Regions from separate parts of the Mus musculus genome. Here region 2 is linked to region 1. The links are chromatin contacts, called in public Hi-C maps. All regions are on one chromosome and are shown on one strand. The core of a region is the stretch at or near the end of the contact, and the rest is flanking DNA. Distances in the headings are between cores, read along the strand shown.

The links. Hi-C and Micro-C count contacts between places; a contact is called where the count stands out from the background.
Region 2: a contact with region 1 is called in a Hi-C map of the N1E-115 cell line, with 2.7 times the contacts expected there. The contact joins two enhancer-like sites. A contact is called at or near these places in 3 of 484 Hi-C or Micro-C datasets (the N1E-115 cell line, embryonic fibroblasts and nephron progenitors) and 1 of 115 datasets of contacts at active chromatin or transcription factors (fibro-adipogenic progenitors).

The regions. Positions count from the first base shown.
Region 1 is chr16:34,371,126-34,374,373 of GRCm38.p6, forward strand. All of the region lies in intron 3 of Kalrn (kalirin, RhoGEF kinase), which reads right to left. Among named protein-coding and RNA genes, the nearest start is that of Kalrn, 140 kb to the right of the region's middle. Within about 2 kb of position 1,481, at least 71 of the 459 cell types and tissues checked have an H3K27ac peak or open chromatin away from gene starts, as enhancers often do. A contact at or near this core is called in the N1E-115 cell line and fibro-adipogenic progenitors, where this site is marked.
Region 2 is chr16:34,533,514-34,536,926 of GRCm38.p6, forward strand. It overlaps a transcript of Kalrn not described here. Among named protein-coding and RNA genes, the nearest start is that of Kalrn, 21 kb to the left of the region's middle. Within about 2 kb of position 1,753, at least 12 of the 459 cell types and tissues checked have an H3K27ac peak or open chromatin away from gene starts, as enhancers often do. A contact at or near this core is called in the N1E-115 cell line and fibro-adipogenic progenitors, where this site is marked.

The DNA.
Region 1 (3,248 bases), core at 231-2,730:
CCTCAGCAGAACTTCTCATCCTTCCACCATCTCTAAAGCTACCTTTAAACAAGCATACATGTGCAAATGAAGTATGGCCAGAAAGGAAAAAGATTATCCATCCTGAAGATGTTCAAAGAGTCCTGGTAAAGGGACTTGCAAAGAGCTCTGGGACCAGTGTGAGAAGGGTGGGCGCAGTGGAGGCATGCAGCCTCCCAGAGGAGAAACCACCCTTCCTCCTGCAAGAGGCCATCCAGCTTGTGGCACCACCCCATGCAGCCTTTGTCATTAGCAAGGTCTTTTCAGCTGGACTCTGAAGGAGCTTCTGTTCACAAAGGAGGAAGGACACTGGCAGCGGCAGCTGGCCCAAGATGTGGTGGAAGAAGGAACTGCCCTCTCCGAGAGAAGACTGCCTTGGACACTCAGGAACACTGCAGCCACTGCCCATCTGCAAGGCTAGGAGGCCGCAAGTTCAGGGGCAGGTGGGATGGGAACAGACATGGTTGCCTAGGGCATGACCTCTCTCCTTTTCTTCCTGTTACTCAGAACATGAAGCAGAAAGGAAATGGACACCAAAGCAGTGGATGGAAAGAAAGAAAAGAACAATCTGGAAACTGATGTCTCTGTCCTCCCCTCTGCCTCCCTCTCCCTCTGCAGCAAACCAGAGCCTTGCACCTACACTTTCTCTTCACCTGCCAGTCTGACCAAGTCTGAAGGATGGAAAAACCTGTTTTAACCTAAAGAAAGCAACATAATTACTAATCACACCTGTGAGTAACAGGCCAAGAGAGAGTTCCCATGTGACTAGTAAGCTGGACACATTTTGGTTTAATATTTCCCCCTGATTCCAGAAATACAACCAGACCATGAGCCTTCCTGAAGGCAAAACCTGGAGCCCCCTAACTCTCCCAAATAGTCTGCAATTGAGCAGAAAGGGCCATATGATCATTTGACAAACCCCTTGGGATTGGTGTATGTAAGCAACTGTCCTGAGAACTCACAGAACGGATAAAGTTCTCCATGGTAGTCAGGGCTGGGCAGTGTGAGGAAGGGCTGGCCCTACTGCAAGTCTACTACACGGAGTTTCTCTTCAGCTGGCCAGTTAGAAAACCTGGATTTCCGGTATCCCAATCTGGAAATCAAGGATGTTCTCTTCCCACAGAGAACCAGGATGGGGTGTGTCACAACACCGGGGTCAGACTTTGGCTCAGGCACCACGCCAAAACCCAGCACACGAATGACGGGTGATGGGAACAGATAAAATTCCAGCTGTGGACAGAACAGTATGAGAGATGTGAGGGAGAAAATGCTCCGGCATGAGGGCCTTGGAGCTCTCCAAGCCAGCCGTGGTCCTCAAGTGACCTAACAGAACTGGGAGTTAGGAGAGAAGGAGGCTCTGGGAGAAGAGAAGAGGCGGGGCCATCAGGACACACACTGGGATTACATCAGTATATTATCCGGAAACATATCTGTCCCTGCTGAGTCACCACACTGACGACAGAGTACTCTGTCTGGGCTCTGGGAGAACGGTCTGTCATCCTTGCTCAGTTTAGGAGCAGCAGCACCTCCTCAGGGAGACAGGCCACTCCTGTGCCTCCAGGCTTCTGCATGCTTCCGCCGGAAAAGGGCTTGACAGGGGACAGGAGATGTCCTGAAGGAGGCTTAGTCTGGTGACTTCAGGCTGGCATGACTCCCTAGTACTGGCTCTGAGGAGTTTAGGAGTGAGGCTCTTTTACCTGGGTGCTCTGCAAACTTAGAGACAAGTAGTAAGAACCCTGCTAACGCTTTCTACTCATAAGGACTCATGTCCTATGGACAATCTGACCTCATGAAAAGACTTGACCTTAGACCTGCTATCTGTGGCAAACTAGGCTTAATGGCCCTTTTCAATTTATGTTCATCCAATACTGGACGGATGAGGGAGAAGTGTGGAACAGATCTTATCTAAGGCAGCTCTGAACATCATGAGACAGTGGGCAAACGGCTCTCAGTAGAGGATAGCAACACACAGAAACGCCCTGGGGAGCGCTGTTTCTCCCATGTTCTTGCCTTCCGAGTGCAAAGAGGAAAAACAGTGTTTAGAAGGAAAGGTTTGAAAAGACAAATGAAGCCTTTCTCTCCAGCTCTGGCTGCTGAGAGTGAATGAAAGCTGTGGGCGCCCTGAGAGGTAGCACGGGACTTCTGCTCTGCTACGAAGGAAGGCAAGCCGGTGGCTGAGCTCTGCTTTTCTCTAGCTGCTCAAAATACGATTTTATAAAAGAAAGGTAGGGATTATTACATATATGCTATGTTCTTTAAGCAGATTTCCCCCCAAATAACATCATTATAAAATGCCTAGTTTCAGCTGGCGATTGTATGTCTAAGCTAGCCATTTCCACATGCAGTATTTTATTTGAATTTACTACATTTATCAGAGGAAACTTGTAGTAAACCTATGTTGTAGTGGACAAACAGTAATTATCTATGGTTACTTAAATTTTAGTATTTAATAAAAGTGTTTAAAGTAGAGCTGGCAAACATGAGACCTGATGCACCAAGGAGAGAACATTACAATTTGGAGCCTCTCGCCTTCCCACCAGCAGAGCTAAGGTAGTCTACCACTTGGTGGCGGCATACCTGAGTTGCCAAAAGTCTTTAAGGAAGGCAGCCTCTGTATAAAACCAGTGTCCAGGAGCATCAGTATCTCGTGGATGCTTGAGAGCATACACTACTCTGAAGGCCAACGAAGGGCAGAGCAAAAAACCTAACCAATGATGATTCTGGGAAGTAATGAATGGGAAATGTGCTGGCAATGTCCCTGAAATGGGGGGAGGGAACAGCACCAAATCTGTTGCCAAGGAAGAAAAGCAACCCCCTTACTGCTGCTCAGCATCTGTATTCAAGGATGCTGCTCCTTGTTTCCATCACACCCACTGAATGAGTCCTGGCTAAATTCAAATCACCCTGATTACCTAGCATGAACGTCAGGAAGGCCTGAATGCACTGGGTCTTATTTCTTCTGACATTGAAGTTTACCTAATCAAGGTTACAGCGGACACACTTCAGCCTCTTAATCAGCCTGCTCGGGAAGAGCTATGGACTCCAGCAGCTTAAATGAGATGTTAAAGACCACACCCGAGCTACCCAGAGTTGAACTCCCAGGATGCCTCACATTCTCCATAGAGGGCAAATGAGGTCTCTAGTTCAGCTGGGCATAGAGAGCTTGGCAGCTTTCGCTGAGCCAAGGCAGGGATTGACAATTCAGCTAGCTGACAAATGAAAACAGAAAT
Region 2 (3,413 bases), core at 503-3,002, 160 kb after region 1:
CCATGCCAAGTGATTTACACAGATAATCACATTTGTTCCTCAAAACAATCCTATGTAAAAGCTTCCCAAAGTAGTTAAAAAGCTCAGCGAAGTCAGGGAAACTACCCCAGATATCACAAGCCTCCACCTGGTAGCGCTGGGTGCCCAAGCAGCCAGGCTGATGAACAGGGCAGCCACACCACAGCACTTGAGAATCTAGGACGCTAGGTTAAAGCACTGCTACCACACATAATGAGAACATGCCGAGACCCAAACTTGTACTTACAAAGATCAATCAGACAACAATGAAGAAAGCAGACAGAGGAGTCAGGCTTGAAGCCTACTGCAATTGTCTCATTGTTGTGTCCTGAAACTCGTGAACAGAGAACATGGCAGCAGGGCTAGAAAGGGGGTTCAGAAGTGAGGAATTCCAGGGGAAGGGTAGAGACGATCAAGGGTGATCCCAAAGTGTGTTCCTGAGTGTCACGACATGGAAGCTTGTCATGAGAAGAGGAGGGAGGAGTGGGGCGTGCAGATAAATTATATCCTTGGGAGCTTCAAGCCAGCTCTTCCCCATTCCCACCTCTCCCTAAGCATTCTTTCTATCTTCAGGGCCCTTCTCAGCATCCCTAACCGTCTCCAATCAACTCACCAAAGCAGAGAAGCAGGAATGGGGCAGGGGACATTATGTCACTGAACATTTCATGTCTATGCTCCCCTGGCCAACACAGCCAGCAGAGACAATGCCTAGTCAGGGGCCTGAGGAAGGAATTCTCCTTCACTGACTTCCTGACCTTGGACCAGAAGCTCTGTCTCTCTGGATCTCGGTTTTGTTTTGTTTTGTTTTGTTTTGTATCTGTAAAATCTGAGTTTGGACCAGAATAAAAAGTTGCAAGCTTGGATATGCATAAGTCAAACTCATCCACAAATAGACTGTTTCATCAGCATAATAATATACTTTAATAGAATTAGCGTCCATACTTGAAAACCTGGCCACTTCACAAAGACAGAGTGTCTCTGCAGCCCTTCCAGAAGCACCTACAGTTGGCTGGGCCCCACATTCCTACATGTCCTGCATCAGGTGAAACCAGCTAGAACCCACTGTTCCTCTCAGGTAGGGCACCACCCTTTAGTTTAGCATAGAGTGCCCCACCCCTCCCCTCCCCTCCTAAAGGTGGTTGCTCATCATTTAGTCCTCTCCTCTCCTCTCCTCTCCTCTCCTCTCCTCTCCTCTCCTCTCCTCGCCTCGCCTCGCCTCGCCTCGCCTCGCCTCGCCTCGCCTCGCCTCTCTCTCTCTCTCTCTCTCTCTCTCTCTCTCTCTCTCTAATTTTGTTGTTTTTGTTTTGTTTTCAAGATCGGGTTTCTCAGTGTCCTGGAACTCACTCTGTAGACCAGACTGGCCTCAAACTCAGAGATCTGCCTGTGCATGCCTCTGCCCCCTGAGTGCTAAGATTAAAGGCATGTGCTACCACCACCACCACCACCACCACCACCACCACCACCACCACCACCACCACCTGGCCAGCCGGCCAGCCATTATTGGCCATTTTAATCAGTACACTTATGGTCTGTCCCCAACAGGCATCTGTGTTCATAGCCCCTGGAGAAGATCATTTAAAACGCCAGCAAAGTAAGGCCCAGGAATGAGGGGCAAGAAACTAAAGTACAGAGGGCTAACGGTGAATTCTCCACAACGGGGCATGTAGGCTGCTCAGTGGAGCTGCAGGCTTCTGCCACAACTGATAAGGATTCGCTCACAAGTGTGTCAAGCCTGCCCACTCCCCCTCCCTGACATACACCCCACCAAGGAGGCGCAAGGCCAGATGACATCAGCCTTGGGCACAGTCAGAGAAACCCCATCATGAAGCAATTTGTTTCCCCAGCCACTCTAATTTAACAATTAGCTTAACAACCCTGGGCAGGCACTTGCTGCAGAAGCAGGAACCGATTCTGATCGGTGTCAACTTCAGCCTGGAAAGGGACTCCACCCCTTCCCCAACCCCACTGCCCTTGCTTCACAAGGTCCTCACTCAGACACGGTCTGGATATCTCAGAAGATATCTAGACTAATTATCCCTGAGACTCCAGTTGGCTTTTCCTGTGCCACTGAAGCCCCTCTCTCTAAGTTGGCCCTGCAGAATTTTGACCTAATCCATGAAGCATGTTGGGCCAGAATGCTCAAAGGCTTCCTTCTGTGGCTCTTTGAGGGTAGAGGTGCTAGAAGGATCCCTGAATGTAGATGATGGTACACACAGAGAAGCACACCTCAGGACTGGCAGCTTGAGACATCCAGGGTACACACACAGCTTACCAGAGGACAAGCCTCAGAGCTGAACTCACCCTAACCCAGACAGCATATTCAGTATCCCCCCGCCTCACCCCCCACATCATCAGAGGACCTCTGGGGGTGATTCAAGATGCTCCTTCCCTCAGCTTGTCCTGCTCCTAACCTCAAGACCTTTCTCAAGCTGCACCCTAAACCCGAATGTCAAGGTTCAGAGAGAGACAGATGGAGATGTTGTAAAGCAGAAATTGAAAAAAAAAAAAGAAATGTTGATAATGTCATAAGTCCACAGTAACCTGGAGGCTATTTTAAAATACAGAATTCTAGGATAGATGGGGTTAGGCCAAGGCCTAAAATAGCAGACCCTCAAAGAGGAAAGCATCCCCGTGTGACTAGGTAGACATTTCAAAGAGACAGAGGAGGAAGAAATGGCATGTAAAAATGGAACAACAACTCCGGAAATTAACCAGGCCAAAGATAAAACTAAGGGTGTCCAGTGCCATACAGGGATCTTTTTATTCTATCAAAGGGAGACGGTAGGGCAGAGCCAGTTGGTGACGCTATGGTACAAGGCATATCCTAGAGAATAAAGGGTTCTTCTTGACTTACCCTCCACATCAGGCAAGAGAGAAGCTGGTGCTGAGCCTGTAACCAGTGGAACCTGCCTGACAAGGGAGCTGTAAATAAGTCACCAGGACCATATGGCATCTGCCTGAGTCCTGAAGGAATTCAAGGGTGAAATTGCAGAGCTGATGCCCAAAATGTGTAACCTCTGATTACCAAGTCACTCACGCTTGCCATTGGCAGTGCGCCCATACAGTTCATTCATAAGACAGGGAGCCAGTGAAGCCTCATCTTCATACCGGGCAAACGGACAGAGAAGGGACTCAGAGGAGCCCTACTAAGCACATGAACCACTTAGAGCTGTGGTTCTCAACCTTCCTAATGCCGCGACTCATTAATACCTTTCTTCATGTCATGGAATAATCATAAAATTATTTCTGTTGCTACTTCATAACTGTAATTTTGCTACTGTTACGGATCATTATGTAAGGACCTCTGTTTTCTGGTAGTCTCAGAAGAACTCTGTGAAAGGGTCTGGTGAATTTAAGGGGTCGAGCTCCACAGGCTGAGTATCACCGACTTGGAG